Regions from separate parts of the Anser cygnoides genome. Here region 2 is linked to region 1. Evidence: chromatin contacts called from public Hi-C data. All regions are on one chromosome and are shown on one strand. Each heading gives the region's core, a stretch centred on a gene start, on an enhancer-like site or on the middle of the called end of the contact. The rest is flanking DNA. Distances are from core to core; before and after follow the strand shown. Region 1 holds the start of CALCRL (calcitonin receptor like receptor). Region 2 holds the start of ZSWIM2 (zinc finger SWIM-type containing 2).

Evidence for each region. A called contact is a pair of places that touch in the nucleus more often than the background predicts.
Region 2: a contact with region 1 is called in a Hi-C map of fetal liver, with 2.4 times the contacts expected there. The contact joins the promoter of ZSWIM2 here to the promoter of CALCRL in region 1. A contact is called at or near these places in 3 of 7 Hi-C or Micro-C datasets (fetal liver, granulosa cells and liver).

The regions. Positions count from the first base shown.
Region 1 is chr6:6,829,961-6,835,324 of Taihu_goose_T2T_genome, forward strand. CALCRL (calcitonin receptor like receptor) reads left to right here and starts at 1,636. Exons shown (of 14, transcript XM_048058322.2): 1 at 1,636-1,927.
Region 2 is chr6:7,036,735-7,042,584 of Taihu_goose_T2T_genome, forward strand. It overlaps ZSWIM2 (zinc finger SWIM-type containing 2), which reads left to right and starts at 3,832. Exons shown (of 12, transcript XM_066999337.1): 1 at 3,832-3,889; 2 at 4,351-4,413; 3 at 5,796-5,850. The coding sequence starts at 3,832. It overlaps LOC136791157 (a long non-coding RNA gene), which reads right to left and starts at 1,558. Exons shown (of 3, transcript XR_010832572.1): 1 at 1,365-1,558.

The sequences.
Region 1 (5,364 bases), core at 386-2,885:
TACATGCCTTTCAGCCAGAAAAAGGGGGAGCTGAGGCAGTGTGGGGGCCTCCCGCGTCTTTGAAGTGCAAATTGCACCAGCTGAGATGTCTCAAATACCTGTTGAGTAGGAGTAAGAAAGTTCCAGTGATAGCTAAATAAGCAGAATATAAGAATTTTGAAGTTAAAAAAAAACAACAACAAAAGCCCACACAACTCTACTGAACTTGACATGCCAAATCAAACATGGCCTATGTAATAAATCTCTCTAGTTAATTCAGATGTTGAGCCTGTCTTGAACATGTGTGCTTAGCTGGCATATATGGATCATTTTCTAGGCTATAGTGTATAGTGTACTATATTGCAATCTCTTGCCCAGACCTAATCGGTCTAAAATACTGCAGCCAGGCTCACTTCTGATGAGATTCCACTGCCTGAATTTCATCATTGTTCAGAATCAGATCTAATCCCCATCTAATTTCTGTTTACATTGCTTAGGGAGTTAGAGTGCCAGTTCTTAGTTCTTCACTGATTATAAAACTCAAAAATTCTCTCGGTGAAGTATGGTCCTAGAAGCACCAACATTCACGTGCCAAATGAGTATTAAAGTCATGTGCCTGCTCTTATAGTGATCCTAGATTGTGATTTCACCATTCATACTGTCTGGTGGTCGTATGGACTTAAAGTACTCCTGCCCCTCTTCCTCTCTTTCAGTCACTCCTGACCTGCTTTTTTTTTTTTTTTTTTTTCCTTTTGGTTTGTTTTGGGTTGGGTTTTGGTTGGGTTTTTGGCCGTTTTTATCTTTGGAGAAAGGATTTTCAATGGCAGGACAAGTTCCCTCACCCAGTTCACATTCTATGAATGTTTCTGCTGGTAAGACAATGGATTGACAACACGTAGCGAGAAGCAAGCAGAAATACTTCAGCTTGTTTCGTGAGCGAGTTAAACGGTTATCATTTTGATGAACACTTACTTACAAAACCATTACATCCGGGGACACGTTCCATACAGATTCCTACTGTTAGAGGTGTTTCTAGTTAGTATTTGAGCTTACTGCTCCATAAACCTGCATTTGTCCAGCACAGCATGCCATGTGTGCACAGCAACTGTATTGATTTGGAAAGCACACCTGTGTGTAGCACAGGTACCAGCTGTGCAAAGAGCAGGTAATGAGTGCCCTCAGGGAAACACTTTCAGGTCCTGATGTGAACTTCTTGAAGCCAGTGTAAGGATTGTCACCAATGCTGCTTTGTCCTCAGTTGTGGCAGTTTTTAAAGCAGGCAGCTGGTACCTGATGCCCTGAGATCAGGGGCATTTCAAAACGCAGTTGGGACTTCTGTGCAGCATTCCCCTTCCTGCTGCCTTTTCTCCACCCCCGATACTTCAAGGGTTTATTTACCTAAGCATAACATTTCCCCTGGGTATAAAACGAAGCGGTACTTCCAAATTTAAGCAAGTGCCTAAGTTCAGCTCGATTCTGAGCCGCAGCACAGCTTTGGCTGTGGAAGCGTGCCTCCGTGCGGCTTCTCAGCCCTGCCAGCTGGGCAGGAGCAGCCCCTCTCCTTGTGGCGGAGAGGGGCTTAGCTCTTACCCTGCGCACTGCCCCGGAGGGGCTGAATCCCACCTCCCGATTCTGCCACCCTTCCCGCGGCTTCTGCATCCCCCCCGGAGCTCCTCGCCTTGCCGGGGCCGTGCCGTCGGAGCCGGAGAAGCCGAGGCGAGGCGGGCTGCGGGCGGGGTCTGGCTGATGTAACAGGAAGCCCCGCTGGCTGCCTGCCGCCGCTCCCCGCTCCCCGTCCCCAGCTGAGCCGCTCCTGCCGCTGCCCGAGCAGCGCCGCGCTCCGCTGAGCGCCACTGCCCCGCAGCCAGCGGCACCAGCGGGCTGCCAGCCGCGGGGAGAGGCGGCGAGCCGAGGCAAAGCCAGCCAGAGCCCACCGGAGCTGAGCCTGGTGAGTACGCAGTACGTGGTTTTTTTTTTTTTTTTCCCTTTTCTGTGCCGACCCAAGGGATCCGGGTTTAGCTCTGTTGCGTGCTTTTCCCTGGGGTCTGCGGGGAGAAAGGGGTAGGAGGAAAAGCCACCTTCATTTGTAAGCGCTGCGCTGGTTTTGGAAGTAGTGGTGCTTTATAGATCCTGGAGGAAGTGATCAATGGTAAAGAGGGGGAAAGAGAGAGAAAAATACCCTAATCAGCACTTAAAGGATTCTGCCTAAAACCATAATATTAGCTAACCAAATTTCTGTCGTTGCATCTGGAGAGAATTAGAGACATATGGGTTTGAAAAGGGTCCATGAGACTAATTCAATACAACTGGAGCTCTTTCAAGAGAGGACGAATTAGGTGATAAACTTGTTTAAATTTTCTTACTGAACATTCCTTTAATCTTATTGACGTTATTATACCGGAAAGAGATCATATTTGAGTTATTTCATAATTAGGTTTTGCGTTGTAATTACATGACTGAAAAGATGAAGCTCCTGTTTTGTCTGGGCTTCCTATTTGCTTGAGAAAAAGTTAGCTTGACTTTAGTGCTTGTGCGTGTGCTGGGGTCTTACTGCTGAGATTTTTCCCACACGTACCAAACTGATTTATTGAGGGGTGGCTGTCTACTATATCATTGCCTTGAGAAACTATTGGCCGGGGGGAAGAGTGTGGTTCTGTGCTTTCCAGTACAGAGTTAAGAGGGTCATGCCACTTCTTCATCTTTCCAAAGCTGATGCAGTACCGTCATTTTTTACAAGTCCGCTTTTGTTATTGTGACGATCCCTTTTGCTACATGTAGTCATTTGCCTGTCTGTGTAAGCAATGGATCTGCGGAATCAGGGAATCTTATTTCTGAAAGATAGTTAAGAAACAATGTAAGTTTTAAATCACACTTGGATTTGATCTGCAGTGATTCATTTAGTCATCCGTATATTTCTATAGGGGCTGAGATTGAAATAAAAATAGCTGATTTTTTGTTGCTCTCTACCTTAAAGAGTCATGCCAAATGTGTTGGGGCCAGATTTTGCTCCTACAGTTGTGCAAATGACAAGTCTTTCCAGTCATATTGTGCATCCTGGGGATCTTGTCATTCATTTACCGTAATAATGTGTACAACAATTTAAAGCTGTTCAGACTGGTAATGTGCTAAAAGCCTGATTGTTGTGCTCTGAGGTCCTTTCAGTGGGTTGAAAGAAGACACGCTAGTTCTGGATAAATGTGAATGAGACCAGATTTGAATCTGTGTGTTTCCTTTCAAAATACCTGTGCTGCTACACTGTCTGAAATGCTCATCTAAAAGTAATGATTGGTATTTCCATGGTATTTATTTCTGCAATCTACGTATACTGTCAATAGCTTTGCTGCATCAAATCTCAAAATCTTTACCTAGCTTCAAAAATCTTCAGCACCAAAGGCACTTGGTGATACTAAATCAAACAAGATGGCACTCGAAGAAGAAAATGTTCATCTCGTTTTAATGATTGGTGCAGTAGGAACTATGGTCTTCAGAAGTATTTCAGCTAGATGATTAAAGTTCTTGTCTTATGCTCTTCTCAGGTAACTGGTTTAGGTTTTGGTGGCACTGCCTACATGTGAAGTGTTAGACATGTATGTATTCTGATGCCAGAATCCAAGTATTTGCAGACAAAGCAAAGACAATGACAGGGTGATGATGTTGAACAGTTTGACTGCGTGTTTTAGCGTGCAAAACTGAGTACCTGAATATATAGCTTGGTTTGCAAGTTCACGAGTTGCATTATGTCTGTCCTGTTCAAATGTTGCTGTACTCTGAATTCCTGATCAGCTGGAATCTTGCTCTTCATTAAGAAATGTAATGTTTGTCCCTTCGAATAGACTTTTCCTGATACAGGCACAATTGTTGAAATCCTGACCCGCTAAGAGCCAGTGGGAATTTTTCCTCTGACTGTCAAAGGGCAGGATATTCCTCAATGTGGGTATTTTTATTGAAGGGATTATTTCATGTGGTTACAGACATTATCCATCCAGTAACTGACGTACTGTGATCTATTGGCAGCTGTGCTTTTGATAACTTCCATCATTTTTGAATGCTCAATCTGTAAAACACAAATCTTCACGTCTTGTTCTTGGTGACTAGTGACTTACCTGGCTAAATAACAGGGTCTACTCGAGGAGAGCAGTATCGTTCTGTGGGCTATCTGAGTACTGTGATCCACCTTTAGACAAGGATACAGGTAAGAACAAAACCAAGGGAAGAAAAGCACTGATATATTTCTTTTGCCGCTAATATAATTACTTAGTTCTATGTTCTGTGCATTCCAGTAAATCGGCTTCTTCCAACAGCACTTCTAGCATGTGCAAGAGCTGGGTAGGACTGGGCCATCAAGAGTCTATGAAATCACACAGATAAAGGATTCAAACCAGTTCAGTCATTTGGAAGGAACTATTGTTATCAATATGTTTTTAATAACAAAATGTACACAGTGATACTTGAGAAGTATATATCTAATCACTCCTTTGGTCATTACTGGTCATAGCATTAGCTATTATGAAGGAAACTGGTGGAATTTCTCCAGTGAGAGGTCCGAGTCTGAAGTTAGGAAACAAATAGAATTTCTCTTTAAGAAGTTGTTCCCATCTGTTCCCAACGTGTTTACAGTGTTCTTGATCTACTAGCAAAACTCCTTCTGTGCTTCTGATCAGCAGCCACTCCGACAGAGCACGTCCGCAGTACGGGCACTACCGCAGTGTTAGGGCCCCCTCTGTTGTGAAGGCGTCTGTAGCTCTGTCATTGGGTTTCAAATATCGGAGTTGCCTCAGCTGAGCTTTACGCTCACTTAGTTGCTCATGTAACTGTTGTAGCAAATTGTCAGAACTCTGGAGTTTACTATATCCTTATATTAATTTTTTATATTAATTTTTTATGTAAGTATGTGCAATATATCTATCTTGTGCCATTTTTTTTTCTTAATGTGCCAGCTAAAGAGGGAATATGCATGTTTTGAAGGAGACTTAGAAAGTAAGTCTTAAACCTTATTCTTCGTTTAGAAAGCTGTGAATCATGTCAGCTTTTTAAATTGAACACATTTGAATGTTGTTTTAATATTTAGAAGAAAAAGGAGAAAGCAAGCCTTTTTTTTTTCATTTTTTGTACTCATGTTGGCAATGCTAGTGTGTTGACAATATCAGCATAAAAATTAAAAGACATTCAGTGTAATGCATTGCACAAAGAGCAGCAGAAATTAGCCTGTTACTTAGTTTCAGGGAGAATTCCCCAGCCAGTGCAGTACAATGCAAGGTCTTCTTAATATGTTTATTTCCATTATTTTCTTTCAGCAGCATTTTTTTCTATTTGTTCTATTTTAGAACCAAGACAAAACTGGAAGGCTAAATTTTAGCATTTTCATTCAGTTTTGTTTTCACTATT
Region 2 (5,850 bases), core at 2,582-5,081, 210 kb after region 1:
AATAAACCCATCACTGTCAATATTTAGTGAGATAACTTAATATAGAATGAGGTAACTGAACTCCCCCTCCCTATGAGGGAGAGTCATTCTAAATAGACAAGGGATGGAGGAGAAGAAAGGAAATGTTAATGGAGAACTGAGGCACAAGGAGATTTTGCTCAATGTCACGTAGGAAATCGTAGGAAATCTTCAAAGGAGCCAGGATTGTTAGATTCTCTTCAGTCGTGGTCTACCATTAAGCCACAAGGTCACCCTACTTCTTGAGTCCTAAAATAGTTGTTTTTTTTTTTTTTTTTTTTTTTTTTTTACCACTAATTTAATAACTCTGACAGGAAACATCTTCTGGTTTCAGGATTTGCAGGACAGTTCACAGATCTAATAACTCTCTTTGATTCCTTGATTCCCAGAATCTTTGATCCCTTTTTTCCATCAAGTTGTCTTTTTTTTTTTTTCTGTTGTTGTTTTGTTTTGTTTTTGGTGTTGTTTTTAAGCAAAGAGCTTTTTTTGAATAAAATTTCTTTCTGTCTTGCTTCACCATATTTAGAGGTTCCTGGGATAAAGCGATTGTAAAACATGCTTTGGAAATAGATACGATTCATTCTTAGCCAAGGCAGGGAGTGGGATCATCTGTCACGCAGGAAAAGAAATATCTATCTTGTGAATTTTATGGGTCTAAGCACAACGTAGGCATGTATTTATTGAACAGAACCAAGGCATATAAAAATGAATACCTAACCCCAAGACAGATACAAAAACATTGTTCTCTTCAGAAATTAGGTCAGTACTTCACAGGGTGTTTCAGTGGAATGGAAGGGGAGTGGTGGAGGCATTCTCCATTCTTTGTGTCCAAGTGCTGCAAGTACACAGAAAAGATGACAAAAATCTCCTTGGAGAAGAAAAAGAATAAACCATTTAATTTGCAGTTAGGATGCTTACCTTAAATAAGAAATGCGTAAGATCACATATCTGTCTTCCACTTATTTGTTGTTTGGTTAATGAGTATTTAATAAAAAGATTATCTAAAAAATCATGAACTGTAAGTTGCATGGATCAGTATGCCAACAAGCAAGATAAAAAGATACCCTCTTGCTCTCTGGCCCACTAAAATCTTGACTTAAAACATCACAATTTCAACAACAGAGAACATAGTACCCTTTCCTTTTTGATTTCATGTAGCTTCAGTTCTGGATATCAGACACTTGCTATGTGTGTAGGAAAACACAGATTTGACCTTCTAAAGAGGTGAGAATTGAAATTGTCTTTAACTTTTCCTCAACTTGGAGTTCAATTCAGAACTGGCCTCTAGCAGTATTCAAAACTGCATCACATTAAGGGGGAAATAATTCTCTATTGTTTGGACATACCTTGGTAACAGTTCAGAGAGATGAAGATGGATGATGCCATGCATCTGTACCTCTTATAAAGTCAACAAAACTCTCAAGAAACTTTTATGTAATGATGTGGGAGATGAAGCTCTTGTTGCCTTAAAATACAATAAAACAAAATAAGAGGCACCCACTGTCTCTAAGAACATTAGAAAAAAATCCCTATTACACAACAGTTATTTCTAAAGACTATTCATACAGTTGGATCCTGCCACATAGCGTGAAGACTGTCACACTATGAATATGCTATTCAAGATGCTAGGCATGCTGGCCAAGATCTGTACAAGCCGATCTGCTTTGAAGATGAAGAAAATGGTGTCATTTTGCCTTTTGTAACACTTCAAGAGGAGAAGGATTGAGAACACTTCCACAGAACAAAATGTGAATCAGTATCAGATGGGCTCTAGAACAGGAATAGTTCCGAAGACAATCACACCTTGTAAAATCAGAATGTCACATGTGGTGTGGTGACATAGGTTAGTTTGTATCTGCAGATAGAAAGGGTCTGTCACATTGTATATGTAATAACCAATTTTAACAATATTCCTCATGTGCTAGAACTCCCTATACCATGACTTGTGAAACCTGTGTCCAAAATATGTATATTGTGTCTACTGATCTGTAATATTTACTATAACAGTTTCTTTTCTAAAGTTTGCTGTTTAAACAAGTTCAACCCCCCCAAAAAAAAAAATTAGTCACATTTAGTCACACAAAATATTTAGTCACACGTATTTATATATATATAATATTTAGTCACACATATTTTGTCACACAAAAATATGTGCATACATTATCATGTGAGTTAGTTATAGGGGTAAAGTTACTGAGAACACCAGTAGATCACTTACAGGCAAAGGGCGTAGCAGGATCTTTAACTGCAACAACAATTTAAGATTGTATAAACCACAAGACAATGCACTGGGCTTTGCCATTCTTAAAATTCCTCTTTCCACAGGTAAGGTATTAAAGATTTCTGTATAGCTGTTAATGGTATGACATCTTAAGTTTACTGAAAAGAAAAAAAAAAAAAGGTTGGTTGGTTGGTTGGTTGTTAATCTCCTACAATGTCATTCACGAGAGATGATGCAGTGGTAAGGATAAAGAAAAGATGTGAACAAGCTGATCCAGAAGATTTCACAAAAAGTCTGTGACATCTGACCAAAAACTGCACTCAGGATTTACTAAGAAACACTACACCATCTTTGTCACTTGATCTTCTTCCAGCTCCCTACCCTTGAGCCTTGACATGCTGGCATAGGGGCTTGTGAATTGGTTAAAAGAATAAGGTCTGATGATTATTTTACACGTCACTTAGTTCAATTGTGTGGTTTTGTGTTTGTGTTTGTTGTTTATTTTTTAAAAGCAAGGCCTCAGCCTTTGATTCTGAGTTCTGACCACATGCACTTCCAGACCCCATTTCCTACTTACCCCTTCAGCCCTTCTGGTTTGACTTGTCCACTTGAGCTCACTCATCACTCTTTTGACCAAGCCACCTGAGTGGCTGCATCATGTCAGTACCCCAAGTCACCCTGTAGTCTTCCCTGTACCCTTTACACCACTCACCACAGTTCTTTCTGTACCAGGTTCCCTAGATGTTTCCTTCTCCAAGCTAGCATTCAAGAAATAAATAAATAAATAAAAAAATTCCTAAGCTTCTCACGTCTGCACTGATCTGGATCAGGGTCCTGCAGCTAGATGAGCTTTTCTTCATAGACACTTTCCTCCACTGCCTGGCGTGAGGGAAGGCTTCGTTCTGAGGTGGCGCAGCCTCCCCCTAACATCATATCGCCTCCATGGCCCCCCGCTGCCTCTGCCTGCCCTCCTGGGATCTCTGCAGGCCCTGCTGCTTCCCAGCAGGGCTTAGTCACTTCTGAAATAAAAAGGCACTTCAGCAAAGCCTCCCACATGATAAAAGGACCCTCTGATGCCTTTAACATACATCGAGAGGGAGTTGGACCCCTATTACTCTGTGTGTTTTACTTTCTGGGGAAAACTATGCAATCTACTTCATTATCAAAAGAATTGTAACTATCAGCTGTTTGAAGAATTGATACAAATATTTAAAGTAAAGTGAAAAAACATGAGTGAAAAAAAATTTTTTTTGGAAAGCCTATAGGGACAGTGACATCTCTTGCTAGTGACCGTGACACAACCCAAAAACCCGCCCCTTTCGGTGGCAAATGTTTTCAGAGCCGTTCTCCTCACAGAAAGCACGTGATAAACCAGGTGGATTTCAAGCGCGTCGAAAAAGAATCAGTGAGTACCAAGGACGAGGCGGCAACCCCCCTTTTTCTGAGAGGATGCTACTACCATTGACGAAAAGCACAAATAGCAGCCGATACTACAAGAAAGGCTGCCGGTTTACAGCTCCAGCCCCGCGACACCTGCGGGCAGAAGGCGGCAGCCACCACTCCGCCCGCCGGCCCCGGGGTCGCCTCACGAAATGGCGGCTGAGCCGCCGCCTGAGGCCGCGCGAGCGGCCTCTGCGAGCACCTCTGCTGGTGAGGGGGCGCGGCGTGAGGGAACTCAAAACGCGGCTGGAGGGGACGGGGGGGACGGGAGGACAAAGATAAAGCTGGTAGCTGGAGTAGTCGAATGACAGCCACGGTCACATCTGATAGATACCAGGCTGGATGACAGATATCAGGAAAGGAGAGATGGGTCCCAAGCACCTTACAGCCCCCAGAAAGGAATTGCAAAGCAGTGCTCAGCCCCATCACTGCAGCAAGTCAGGGAAGGGATAGGAATACATACGCAGAATGGGACTAACCCTTGTATTTTAAATATGATTTTACACCAATTGATATGTATTTAGCTGAATTTACTACAGCGAGATGACTCAGTGTCTCACATCACACACACTACTTGCTCCGTGCAGCTCTGAGGTTCTTACAAGGCTGCTCCAATTATATTCTAAAGTTGAACTAACAACTAACTTGATATCAATGTTCTTACGTACCAGATACTTTGGTTATAAATTGTAGGATTCTGCTGAAAAAATACCGATTACCAAGAGATCATGAATGTAAGTATTTGCATCACTTTTATGGCTTGCAGGTAGTTTACTAATTTTAAATGGATGAAGCATTGTCCTCAAGAGTTTCAGTCTTGTTCTTCCTCCTCTCCCACCTCCACTTAAAAAAAAAAAAAAAATTAGCGCTCTTGGACATTTTCCCATTAGTTTCCATTTTCCCCTGATACAGAAAACTTTGCATTACTTCTTTGATTACAGCCGCAATCTTGGGAAAAATGAAAACGCAGAATAGCTAATCAGTTGCAACAATTTCAGAGACGGGAAAGAAGGAATTAATTTAGAAAAACACCTTGTACCGAAGTTCATCCAAGTTAAACCGAGTGTTCTCAAGACACTCTTAGAGAGCAGCCACTGACATACTTGGTGCTTCCCCTAGTCTGAAATTAGCTACAGAAGTACAGCTCATCTTTTATATCAAAATAGCTGTAATAACTTTTCTAGGTTACTACACCATTTCTACTTTTGCAGCATCTAAACTGTAGTATTTGCAGCGTGCATGCTGTAAACGTCAAAAAGATTTTGTAATCCTTTACTCGTTTTGATATTTATCACTTTCACCCAAACCACAAAGCTTTCCAATACAGACAGTATAAACTGTATGTTAAGAAGCAGATTCTCAAGTACTTTCTTAGACTTCCTTTTCTAGGACTGGAGAAACTCCAGTAACTTCAATATCCGACAAAATAATTGGTGGAAATATCTTTTCTCAAGTAGTAACCATAACAAAGCAGCTAAATACAAACCAACCTTAAAGAATGGCCACTATTACAAAAGATACATTCAAAAAAAAAAAAAAGGAAGAAAAATATACATATGAAATCAACCATTTCATACATAGAAACTGGCTTGTATGTTTCTATCTGAACTATATTTTTTAGAAGATTTACTCTGAGGCTTTGTATAGGCAACAATTTCAGTAGACAGTTGGATTTCATCTTAACTCACAGAAAACTTCATACCTAGTTTCTGGCTGTGGAATTATAGTGGCATGTGGTATCAGAACTATATCCAGACTGTGTTTCAGAGAACAGAGTAATTTGCCCAAACTGTCTGTTTGCAGAGGAATGCCTTACCTTGTATCACTTCCCCCTCGCAAAAATAAGGAAACTTCAAGGAGAGAGCCCTTCAGTGTTTTACTGAAATGTCAGCATTTTGTTGAGATAAGCCTCTTGAATAAAATTGCATAGACAATATTGTAAACATTTTCTGTAGAAGCTGTAAAAAAAACAATTTAGATCATTTTGTAATATATACAATATGTTTCAGCCCCCACAGAGAAGGTCCTCACTGCATTTTATAGATGGAAAACTATTAAAAGTGAGCTAAGTAGAGAGTTCTGTCAGAAAAGCTAAAACTGTGTTTACTTTTGCTAGATGCTTCTAAGTTGGGTCTTCTTGAAAGAGAAATTGAGGAGATACTTGAGCGATT